2 separate regions of the Columba livia genome follow, and region 1 is linked to region 2. A link is a contact called in public Hi-C data. All regions are on one chromosome and are shown on one strand. The core of a region is the stretch at or near the end of the contact, and the rest is flanking DNA. Distances in the headings are between cores, read along the strand shown. Region 1 holds the start of PDGFRA (platelet derived growth factor receptor alpha). Region 2 overlaps SCFD2 (sec1 family domain containing 2).

Evidence for each region. Hi-C and Micro-C count contacts between places; a contact is called where the count stands out from the background.
Region 1: a Hi-C map of liver shows a contact between it and region 2, with 2.5 times the contacts expected there. The contact joins the promoter of PDGFRA here to the enhancer-like site in region 2. A contact is called at or near these places in 2 of 2 Hi-C or Micro-C datasets (crop and liver).

The regions. Positions count from the first base shown.
Region 1 is chr4:29,023,075-29,029,290 of bColLiv1.pat.W.v2, reverse strand. PDGFRA (platelet derived growth factor receptor alpha) reads right to left here and starts at 2,348. Exons shown (of 23, transcript XM_065060899.1): 1 at 2,056-2,348. It overlaps LOC135579349 (a long non-coding RNA gene), which reads left to right and starts at 897. Exons shown (of 2, transcript XR_010472217.1): 1 at 897-1,373; 2 at 2,615-6,216.
Region 2 is chr4:28,577,496-28,583,646 of bColLiv1.pat.W.v2, reverse strand. The region is part of intron 4 of SCFD2 (sec1 family domain containing 2); the gene reads left to right. Among named protein-coding and RNA genes, the nearest start is that of SCFD2, 73 kb to the left of the region's middle. Within about 2 kb of position 3,651, at least 2 of the 3 cell types and tissues checked have an H3K27ac peak away from gene starts, as active enhancers do.

The DNA of each region.
Region 1 (6,216 bases), core at 1,099-3,598, 450 kb before region 2:
CAGAGTTAAAAGTTGGATCTCAGCAGTTCAGATTTTGATCAGCCGATGACAGAGGAACCTTTGATGCTTGTCTCCTTGTTTTGATCCCATCTCTTGTGCCATCCAGGGACATGGAGTTAAGGCAACCAAACTGGGAGCCCAGCTGGGCTCTGTATCGGCCCTGGGAGATGCTGAGGGCATAAAAAGCCTCCCCTTCCCTCTGGTGCGCCCCGTCGGGGAGATGGTGGACAGTCTACAGCCAGCAGGAATGGGGATGAGAAGGATGGGGAGGGTTACGTTTACACTCTCGAGTCCACATCAGCCTGCGGGGGCTTTCCAGAGACTGCCTGCCTGCGGGGAGCCCGGGCAGCAGCCCCCAGGGAGTGAAGCAGCAGCGCTGCCGTGGCTGCCCCTCCATCCGCGGCCTCTCGGCGGAGCCCGACGGCTGGAGCTGCTGTTGATCAAAGGCTGCCCGGGACACCGAGCAAACCTAGCAGAGATGGCAACTCCCAGCCACTCCGCTGTTTGTCTGGGAAACAATAGGAAAGCCTTTGCCAAGCTGGAGCGATTTTTTTTTTTTTTTTTTTCCTAATGCGAGGTAGCCAGGAGAAAGAAAAGTGGGGTAAGGGGGACGGAGAGGAGCAGAGCAAAACCGTGTTCCCCTCCGGGACTGGCTAATTCTGCTGGCGCTGCTACCCGCGGGTTTCTTCTCCAGCCCTCTCCATCAGGCGAGGCATGGACCCTGAGGGCGCGGGATCTGGAAGAGGAGGCGGGAGTCTCGGCGGGGGGACCAGGCGTTGTGCCCTGGCTCTAAGCTGTGGGACCAAGGGAGGGCGACATGCCCTCAGCCCTGAGAACGGGTCCATCGGTCCCCATTTGGACCGAGGTGATGCCCTGTCCGTCCCGGGTGCGCACCTTTGGGCCTCGGAGGAGCGCCAGAGAGATGGAGCGTCTAAAAAGACCTCGCTGAAAATGCCGTCGAGGGGTGGCGGAAACCTGTCCCCCGCGCGGGGGGCAGCCTCCTGCCGGGGTGCGGGCAAGCCCCGGGGCTGCTGCTGCCTCGCTAGGTCTGTCGATGCTGGCTCCAGAAAAAGCTGTCCAAGTCCTGTTCTCTGGAACGGCTCCTGTGGGATCCGCGTCCAAAAATGTTGAGCAACACCGCAGACAGCCAAAAAGCCATTTCCTACTTGCTCCTAGGACTTTTCCAGGGGACTCCAGCCTGGCAGAGGCTGGCAAGTTTGCAGTCTTTGCGCTTGACAAAAATCCAAACGGTGGCCGCGAAGATTTTGCCCACCCTCAGGGTAGGAGGCGGTGGGCTCCAGCAGTCCATCGGGGCGTGCGGCAGAGCTGGCGTTCCCGTTACGAGAGAAGGCTGTAAACTGGAAAGGCTCCAGGTACCAGTCCTGCCTAAATGCAGCATCTTCCCTTCCTCTGAGACACGTAAAAAAAAAAGACGGGGCGCGCAGAGATGGAGATCGGGCTGCTTGCGGGGAGGTTTGTGTGCGTGCCCCTTCCCGAGATCTCGGAGCATTTCAGGCTACCCGGGCAGGGGGAGTGAGGTGGGAAAGGGAATTCGAAGAGAGCAAGGTGGTGAAAAACAAAGGGTGGGGGAAGGGACGGGAGAGTAGCGGGGTGAAGGCAGCAAGGGATGCGAGAAGAGCGGGAGCGGCTGAGCGCGACCCTACCTTACTTTGTCGGAGCGTGTCTCCCCGTCCCCGCGGGCGGGCACCGCCGCTTCCCGCAGAGCCCCAGCGAGTCGCTCCCTCCCCCGCGGCAGGAATGCGGCGCGGTGGCCCCCGCCATCCCAATATGTTTGTCATTAGCGCTGCCCGCGCTGCTCGCCGCCGCGCCCCGACGGTACGCGGAGCGCCGGCTCTCCGTTTCCCTCCGAGGGGACTACTAGCGCCCGCCGCCGCCTGCGCCCAGCGGGACGGAGCCCCACGCCCGGCTCAAAGCATTGAGGGGGGGAAATAAAATAAATTTAAAAAAATACAGTGGAGAGGGAAAGAAGAAGAAAATAGAGGAAGAAAAAGTGAAAAAAAAAAAAAATGAAAAGGTAGAGAAACTGCCACTCACATCTTACCTTCTCCTTTATAATTCACAGCCCCACTCCTGCAGATTGTAAAATATCCAAAATATGTCCACGTCTTTCGTGACTTTCCCCACTCAGCCGCGCTCCTTCCCTCCCGCTCGCCCTCCCTCCAGATCCGACTGTAATGGTCTCACAAACCGCGTCCCGTAATTGATTCAATGTTATAGTCCATCCTTCCAAAACTAATCATTTGCTTTAAGTAAATAGCTGTCAGGAAATGAAGCCCCCCTCCGGCCCCTTCAGAATAAGAGCCGCCCTGGCTCACCCGGCGCCCCCAGCCCCGCGGCCGGAGGCGGGCGCGCCGGCGGGAGGCTCTTACGCAGGCAGGGGGGCCAATCTCTGCCTCCAGATTTCACCAGCCTTGCAGGGGAGGGGGGAGGTTAGCCATATGGCAGGGGCGAGGGGGAGGAAAGGGGAGAGTTTTGCACTGCAGGGGGAGAAAGGAAAAAAAAAAAAAAAACAACACCAAACCCAAAAAACTTTCATGAAAACTCCGAATGCTCCCGATTTCATGAATGAGCCTTCCCTCCTCAAACCCTCTAGGACAGTGGGTCGTGCGCCGGGCTCAGTGTTCACGGTCACAGTGTGAGTTTATGGACGGGGAGTTTGATCTGGAAACGAATTTGCGGCTTCCTCATGTCCTTTGTACACCACTGATCTTGGGCTTGGGCTAGAGAGCTGGATGAACGGCCGAGAGCCAGCCAGGAGCAGGAGGCACTGAGAAAGGGGGAGAGACGAATCACTAACTTTTAGGAATGAAAGACACAACGAAAGGTAACCTTCGACACGACTCAGCCCCCCCAAACCCCGCTGCTCCGCCGGCACCGGGAAAGCTCTTCTGTTCCTCTCTGCCTTTGCTTTGCTCAGCGCAAAAAAGAACCCAGTAATAACCAAGACAGAGGGCACGGCGAGGGCCGGAGGTGCCTGCGGAGGCGAGGGCAGCGCACGTCCGAGGCCGTCCTGTTTGAACACGCTCCAGACGGAGCTTTGATCCCCGCTGGGGAGCAAGCACCGGGTATCTCTGCTTTGTTGGCCGTCGCTATCTGTTGGCGATAAGGGGTGGCCGGGGGAGCTGCCCTCGCAGCCCTTCTGCTGCAGGCTCTGTGCGGAAAGCGGTCGGCGGGGCGATGCGGCGGCCGCGGGAGAGGGGGCACTGCAGCCCCAGGAAAGGCTCAGAGCGGGAGGCCCTGCCCGCCTGTCTCCCTGCCTGCCCGCCTGCCTCCTGGGGAGGGCACCGGCCCCGGAGCTGCGCCTCGGGGCTTCTCCGGCTTCCTCTCCTCCCAAGTCTGGCCCTCCTTCCCCCGACCCCTCGTCCTTTGCACGTCTTTATTATTTCTAGTATTAAACAAAAGAAATTTGTCCTCGAAGTCAAGCGGCAGGATCCGATGTTTTTTCTCTCTCTTAAACGAAGCTGAATTAAGCCTCTGAAGCAAAGATGCCCCGAAGAGAATGGGGGCAGAAAGTAAAACCGTCTCCCGTGAAAAACGCGCTCAGGCTGAGGTGCCCCGGGCTGGGCTCGCAGGGTCCCCGGCGGAGCTCCCAGCCCTTTGCACGCCCTCCACTAGTGCATCCTCGGCTCTGGTGAGTGCACGGCTCAGCTATTGCTTCCACATGTTCCTCCAGGAAATCATCGGAGTCGGAGCTGTGAGCAGCCCCTGGTCGGAATGCTTGCGAATAAACAACAGGCTCCCAGTGAGCCAAAAGCATGCCCCCCCCCAAAAAAAAAAAAATATAAAGGTGGGAGGGGAAGAAACAAACAAACAAACAACCCTGCACCCTGGAACTCTCTACCTGGGCAGTGGGGGCGAGCACAGCCAGCAACCTGAACCCCTTAATTTGTGGAGGGCAAGGTCCTCTCATGACTTGGGTCAGAGTTGCAGGCTCTCATAGATTTAGGGCCCACGAAGACGTGCGGTTCAGACTGGCGGCAAATAACTGCCTGGGAGCTCGGAGGCGATCCAGCCCTGCCAGGCTCGGGGCGTGATTTACCGGCGTGAACGTATCTGTTTTAACGTGCGAGGTGGTGGCGGTGATTCTTGGCGAAGTACCGTCAGGATGGGATGTAATGCGAGAGTTACTCTTACGAAAAGAAAGGAGCAAAAGGAAGAGGAGGAGGCGCCTTCTGGTTGCAATTACCTGCCTCATTTGAATAATGTCTTTGTCATGATCATTATCGAGCGGTTGTTAACGGCTTCCACGTGGGATCTCACAAGACTCGGCGAAAAACAAAAATTGCAAATTGGGGCACTGGCAAAGCTGCCGGCCCGGCCAGGCTGGCGCTGCGGGCGGGGAGCCCGACGGCCTCTGCGGGGGCAGGGACGGTGGTATCGCCGTCGCCTCAGGGCCTCTCCGGGGAGCAGTGACACTTTCCCCGACGTGGCTTCACCCTTCCCCAAGCAAAGGACCGGGCCGCGCTGTCCCCACACTCGCCGCACCGGGGAGAGACCGCACGGCCCGGGACGGGCAGCTGCTGGGCCGATCCCTCTCCGAAATGCCGGCGGTGCCTATGGATTGGTCCCGCGCAGAGGAGATGGTAGTTAAAATAAACCCTCCAGGACGGCTCCTGAGCTCTACCCCCCGCCCCGTGCGGCTCAGGGGGGTCCTGTCCAGGGAGGAGCGGGAGACTTGGGGTTAGCGAGAGGACAGGCTGGGGGTGGGGGGATTTGCACCACTGCAGCCCCCTCTCCTCGCCCCTCTCCTCCCGCCTTCCCCTCCCCCGAAAGGCTGGAGCATAAGGCATCCCGCTAGCGTGTGTTTATGCGGCAACAGATGGAAGCTGCACATCTTAAACAAAACTGCGGCGACCGGGCTAGAGCCACTCTCGCCTGTTTACGCTCCCAACCTGCCCCCCTGGGGGTGTGTTCCTCCCCGCAGCGCCCGCAGAGTCCGGGCAACGAGCCCCGACGGGGCGGGTTTTTGCAGGGCGGCTCGCTCCGCTCTCGGACGCTTCCAGGGGAGCTGGGAGCAGTTGAGCGCCCCCCCATCCTCAAGGAGTCCCAATTTGCTGAGAATAATGAGCCCTTCCCTGCAACTCTCTCCCAAGGGTGAGCCGGGCAGCGTTTAGCTGCCTGAGGCTATTAGGCAGCCTAATAGGTGGCTCATGTGGGGTCTGAACGGCCTCCTGCGGGGCGTGGGCGAGCGAGATGGGGTGCCCCGGCTCGGCGCCCCGCGGGAAGTCCCGTCATGGGGCCGCAGCCTTTTGTCTCGGTGGGAAGGCAGGTCTGGGTTTGATTATCGTTACCCACGTTGCAGCGATGCACGGTGCGGGGGTCAGCTACAGCTGGCTCACGCTTTTGGAGCAGGAGCCCCAGCCTGGTAAAGAGCAGCTCCAGCCTGAAGCAGAGACCCCTCAAACTCCCTAGTGAGGAAGGAGGCAGAACAGCCTCTCATCGTCGCTATAAATCTGTGCTCGCATCTACCGTGGAGGGAGGAGAACACAGCGGTGAGGGCTTCCTACTACAGAAGAGGAGCAAGTCAGGGGACCGCCAAGCCCCCTAGCCCCTCCGGGAGGGGTGTGCTGCCTGCAGGAGGTCACTGTGTGCATTTACAGTCCTACCAGTTGTTGGGAGGGGGATTTTGTGTTTAAGTTAGTTTGTTATTTTTTTTCTTTCCCTCTTGCCACAACATCAGATTCCCTTATTCTGTTTGTTCAAAATGATGTGACTCTGAATAGCAGGGATTCCGTGTCACCGGGAGAGCAGGAAGCCAGACAAAAGAAATTATGGGCTGCCCTGAGTTTGCCCAGTCTCCCCTCAGTAACCTTTATTTTGATTCCCCACATGGTTGGTTAACGTAGTTCCCCGTGCCCATCGTTTTCTCACTGAGGCCGCTGCTGTTGCAGCGTTTTGCCTTCATTGTTGTGTTTGGCTCTTGACATTAAAAGATGCCAAAACAGCCGTGGAAGCCTTAATGTTTGAAAAACAAACTTTGTTTTTCCTTCTTCTCCCTCCCTGACTTTTTAACTGGGACAGAAAGAAAAGGCCACTCTGGTTCAGAAGTGGCCCAAACCCAATTTAAGGGTAAGGCAGCCCAGAAAGGCGAGAGGAAGACGGGTTGTTCCTCCCGCCAGCACTTCACTAGCGCCTTGCTCCGCCCTTCGCGCTGCCCCAGCCCCCCAACCCCCGGGGCGGGGAGCTCCCGGAGCC
Region 2 (6,151 bases), core at 2,402-4,901:
CACTGTCAGGAAAATGACTTGATATTTTAATTTTTACAGCTGTCCATATATTTCACTGTGACTTTTTACAAGGTTTCTCTGTAATAGCCTTTGAGCGAGAGGTTTGTTCTTCATGAGCTGATAGCTTTAAATGTAAAAGCAAAGTTCTGGAAAGTTGGAGACCTGGTAGAAATGATACTAAAACCCCTCCAACAGTATGAAGTCCTGAGGTTGTGAAGTCAGGATTGGAGCTGGCAAACTATATCTTTATTTAAAAGATAAAGCAGTGTGTTACAAATATTGCAGTCAGGCAATGGTCATTACCGATTATTTGAGAAACATTAGACACATGGCTGGAAGAACTGGTTTGATGCTTTTTTTTGATAATCAGTAAGCAAGAAAATTTTGTAGTTTATATCCTTGGTTTAAAGGCACTGTTACATCTTAGCTGTCCATGGCACACATGAATTAAGTTGAGAATATCTGTCTTGTTTTTAGGGGACTAATTGGTGCCAAATTGGCAGAGATTGAGTAGGCAGAGATCTTGGGCTACCCCCTAACCTCTTGAGCTTTTGCATACTTACTGTATCAGTTGTGTAGATAAGGGGTTTTGCTTCACTGTGCTGTCAATCTGGCCCTTGCTGTAGGATGAAACCACTGAATTTAATTATGTAGCCGTGGGCCTGCGTTCAGCCATCCCCGGTGATATCAGATGTGTAAAGTGAACCTTTGCTGGAAATTAGCCTGTGTTACTGATGAGTGTTGGGAACAAACTATGTGAGTGATCTTTTCAATAGATACTGTGAGAGGTTTAGGCTTTTCCCCCCTCTTAATTAAAAGAAAAAAAAAAAAAGGTATAAATGCTGACTTAGACTTGCTCTTGTTATGTAGTGTTGAAATAGTGGACTGGTCATGCTGATTCTGTTTATTTATTTATTTACATAATAAGATTTCTTGGGAAAGCTATTGTAGACTGAGTTAAATTTCAGTCAGCGTATGACAATGCCACGTTATTTTGGATGGAGAGAACATTGTAAGTTGAGAACTTGTGATTTTGGAGGAATGCCTTTCGAAGGCTCACTGCTGGTTGCAGCTTACAGTACCAGAGGGATGGAGCCAAAATAGCATTTTAACTTCTCTTTTTTTCCCCAGTTATACATGTCAATTTTTCTGGCTGTGTTGGCAGAAGTCTCAGTGTGCGGATAGATGTTTATCCTTTTATACGTGATCATGTTCATGTAATCATTCTTGCCAAAAAGCGGAGACTTAAATGCAGAGGATTTTGAGACAGACAGTGTAGATTTTGTGGATGTGGGGGTTTTGACAGTAGTTTGTGAGACCCTTCCCAGCCATCAGTGCACGAGTGCTTGGATGTGAGAAGTGTGGGCTTGGTGGCAGCGCTCTGCTGTTGTCAAGGGAGGGAAACACCGCTGCCGTGCACTAGGGCCATACGGCCCTTTCAGGGCCATGATGTCCCTTGAAAGCACATACAGTAAAGGTTCAGTGTAATGTGTCATTCTGGGGTCTGTTGCTTCAATTCTGTTTTCCTAAAACACACAGATTTCTCAAGTGGTTGGACACTGAGATTTAAAAGCCTTGTCATGGTATTTTTAGGTGAGAATGGTGGCCAGTGAAATCTGTGACCTAATTTAGGGATGAGAACTAGTGGAGTGATCCCTTAGGACCAGTTCTGGGGTATTTTGCAGTTGCCTCGGTATTTGCTAGTCTGTGCTGCAAAGAAGGGCTAAGAAAAGAAAACGGCTGTGCTGCGTCCAAGGAAAGCTGCTTACTGCTCAAAGCCAGGTCAGCTCTTGCAAATCCCGTTAATACCTGGATCTCAGGATGCAGAGCAAGCTTCAACATCCCAGTGATTCCCAAAAATTCCTAAATGAAGAAATTACTTTTCTCATTGTTTTGCCATTGCCATCATCAAAGTTGCCTTTGCTGTTACCTAGTAGTTATCCTCATGCTGAATGTTTTGCTCTTTTTTTGAATTCAGCATCCCTCTGTGCAATTTAAGATGAGGATTTGCCCCTCTTACCAGGATTTCGATAGCTCCATGCCAAAAGTTAGTTGATTCATGTATTTGGCAGATAAGACTGTACAGGTTCTGGAAGATTAGTTGAGTAATGAGTGTAACCTTCAGGCATCTTCCATGAATTCAGTCTTTCAGATGAAGTGTAAGATATGGTTGTTGCTATAGTAATAAAAAAGAATTTAGTTTTTTTTTTTTTCTTTGTAGAAGCATTAAGAAGAATATGGGGTAACTGAGAGATTTTAGAAAAAAAAATCTTATGATTGTTTCTTATTATGGTAACAGCAAATATGTATTCCCCATGTCCTTCTGCTTATCAATGTGTACCAAAAGGTTGCAAGTTTTAAAAAATTGCTAGGCTAGTTAAAGAATCATTCTTCTTGTTCCTCTCATATCCTCCGGGAATCGGGTACTGGGAAGAAAGATTCCAGGAGCCAGTTCTCCTGCAGAAATGAGGAATATGGATCACTGCTTTTGGAGTATTTGTCCACTAAGTGGGCTGGTTTGAGTGTCAAGATCTGGCAAAGAAATTTAGCTGGCTTCCCTAAGGGGAGTGAAAGCCATGGAAGGCAGGGAATATATTCTAAGTAGCTTCATTCTCCTTTTCTAGCGCTTCTGCCAAGGATCACCTAAGCCCTCAGAAAAGCTCTGCTAAGTAGACGAAAACTGTTGCACTTAACGTATACATTTGCCTTTAGTGGCTAATGGAATATTTGTGCCATATATTCACATCATCTTTCATTTCAGACATGAAATGTATAGCGACTTCTGTTTTTTCTTGGAGTTCAGTTTGTCAGAGAAACATCTGGTTTATGTAAATGAGGAAAGAATTTGGTCTGCGAGAAGATGGTTGCAAAATAGTATCTATATGGTAAAATAGTATCTATATGGTAAAATAGTTTGTATATCGCTCCATCAGTAATTCAGCTACATTTTGTAAAAGTAAGCTGGCCCTTTTTCAGTGTTCAGTGTTAATGGAGTTGTTTTCGTCCTGCGAATTAAAAAAAAAAGAAGTAAAATATAAAAAGAGAAAGAAGGGTGCTGGCACTAGTGAAACAGCAGCATGTCCGTGCTGATCGGTGTTTGCTGCAGGCGGCGGAGCTGCAGCCGGGATCGCTTTCCCGCCGGCGCGTCCCGGCCCGCGCTGCAACACCGCCCCCTGCTGGGCCCCGCCGCGCCCTACAGGGCCACGGCGCGCCCGGCCCGGCCCCAATGGGGCAACGGGGACAGCCCGGGGGCTCGAAAAATCACGGAATGTTAGGGATTGGAAGGAAGGGACCTCGAAAGATCATCTAGTCTAATCCCCCTGCCGGAGCAGGAACACCTAGATGAGGTTACACAGGAGGGCGTCCAGGCGGGATTTGAATGTCTCCAGAGTAGGAGGCTCCACAACCTCCCTGGGCAGCCTGTTCCGGTGCTCCATCACCCTCACTGAGAAGTTTCTTCTCATATTTAAGTGGAACCTCCTGTGTTCGGGAGGCTCAACTCCTTTCACATTGTGTGGGAGAGGAATGGTGCTGCTTCGGGCTGGGCCATAACCCATGGGTTTGTTTCTGTCCCACTCTTTCGCGTGTTTAGGAACAGTTGCACATCCTGGGATCTGGCATGTTGATGTCCGGAGAGCTCTACAGGCTGCCCTTCTTTCTTTTGCTTAAAGCAAGCTGAATAAATTCCCTTAATAATAACCTTAATAAATTCAAAGCGCTGCTAAGCACGGAAAAACAGTTCTTGTGTCAAAGTTTATTTATTTATTTATTAATCTGTTTCTGACTCAGTCATGTTTTATTAAAATTATTTCAGTGGCATTTCTGTTGCATGTTTTCCGATGTGGAAAAACAAGTCGAAACCTACTTATCGCATGAATCATTGTTAAAGTCAGCAGTAGTCCTCTGTGTAAAATCTGCAGTAAAAGCCGGGAGGATGGGGATTAAACCTGGAGCACATTAAATTAGTTCCAGTCTATCCCGAGCAGGCTCAGCATTGCTTGCTTAGGCAGGCAAAACGGAAACAGGCAGTTTATAACAAGGCTGGTTTAAAAACTGTGGGGTTCATTTGAAAAAGATTTATATCCCCCACTTAGATAAACATTACAAATGTGGGCTGCAAGCAGGAGGCAAATCTTTATCGAAATCTCTTTAAGAGCTTTTTCATTGTGAATAAAATGGACAGCATGTACACTTGTTTGAAGATTTGCCAATATTTACACAATAATCTTTTCTCAGTGCTCTGACTAATTAAAATACGGCTCGGGGTAGAACAGTGAGACCACCAACCAGTAATTTGTTGGGATCTGACAAAAGTGGTGATGACTGAGGTGGTGGAAGGAAATTATTTGGACACAGGAGAAAAGATTGTCCTGAGACTTGTCTAGGTTTTCTGTAATCGTTATTAAAAAAAATAATAATTATTTTAAAAAGTAAGATTTTTAAAGAGAAAACAACTATTTCTAGATTTATCTCCACCCACTCCCCCTTCCCTGGTGGATGCTGCCGTTCTTAAACAGTAGCACAGAAATTTTGTGGGTTTTGTGATCTTTGCTAGGGCCTGCAACACTGTCTGCTGGGAAGGTTGGAATGTTTGCTTCAGGAAAACTAAGAGTAGTCTGGGACGTGAGGGTCCCAGCTGATGAATGGAGCAGCTACTCACATTTTAATGTTTGGGGGTAACTTAATTGTGATTATGTTATTTTGAAAGTCTGTTTTTTGAAAGGATTAAACATACATTAGTGCAGTAAAGAATCTATTTTTATGGGTAGTATTCACACAATTTTATTTCTAGCTGTTGCAATACAGTTTTACTTTGTTTATTTAGGCTACATGTTATAAGAATTGTTCAGATCCTGGATTTAACAGAAAGTGCTTTTCATATTTCATTTTGATGTTAATAAACAGTGTCTGAAAGAACTTTATAATACTATTCTGCCTTCCAAAATGGGATCCAAGTCTCAGACAAATGACTTGAAGTATTTTATGAGTTTTAATATATAACCAAGATCCTCTGGATTCTCTCATTCAAACTATGGTTTTTCATACCCCTTCTTTTTGTTGCCTTGGTGTCTTCATGCGGAATATCTCTCATGCCTCAAACATCTGATTCTCGTGGACTGGTAGATGGCTTGATAGAAAAGCAGGACCTTCCTGTGCTGTGGAGGGGGTGAGGCATTTTCTAGTAGCTGCCAAAAAAGAAATTAATATTTTTCTGCTGTTATAGTGGTACGTGTACACTGCAGAAGTCATGTACAGTAGAGACTGGAGACACTCCAACCCTGAGGTGTGGGGAGACAGATAAGAAGAACAGAAACTATAGCAAAGCACTGTCTTTTCCCTCTTGCAAGAGATTAGTGCAAATAGCAATGGTGAGGTAGATAGACCTACCCCATCCTGACTTTTGTAAAGGAAGCCAGGTAATACTGAGCTCCATCCCTTGACAGCCTGATGACTGTTGACACTCAAACTAAATAGGCAATGGTGGGCTCAGAATGTGCCTGTGCTGTACCATGACTGGCGGCCTATGCAGGGGCTGCGAAGGAAATTATTTGCTGCACTGAACATTATTCCTCGTACCTGGCACTCAGCATCAGGCTACCAGAGCAGCTGAGTTAACGCTTGGTAGCATGAGGAAGCTGCTCACAGGTGGAGAAAAGTGAGAAGCTCGCAGCTGGACCTGGAGCTGGGCATCGGGCTGCAGAGTGTCAGCCTGGTGCCAGACCACAGGGCCGTAGTTCCTCTCTCTCCTATCGAAATGGGGAATGAGAGAATATATCTGCACCTCAATCTCTAGCATGTACAACTGAAGTTGGGAGGGGTTTTTTGGTTTGCTGGATTTGGGTATTTTGAGTGGATTTTTTTGTTGTTGTTTGCTTGTTTGTATTTAATTTGGTTTGGGCTTTTTTTTGTGTGTTGTTTTTGTTTTTAATATTGCACGTAGGGCCATTTTTTTTTTGCTGTTGCTGAAATCTGAAGTGCAAGTGTTGTAACTCAGCACATTTTGGTAGCCTTCTGTGTTTTTTGTTTTTGTTTTTGTTTTTGGTTTTTTTTAAAGTTAATATAAAGGTAGCTTAGGACAGGTCTGGGCTTATCTTTAAGGCTGGGTTGTTTTTTTCTAGTTAAAATGGCATGGAATATCCATTTCCCCAGA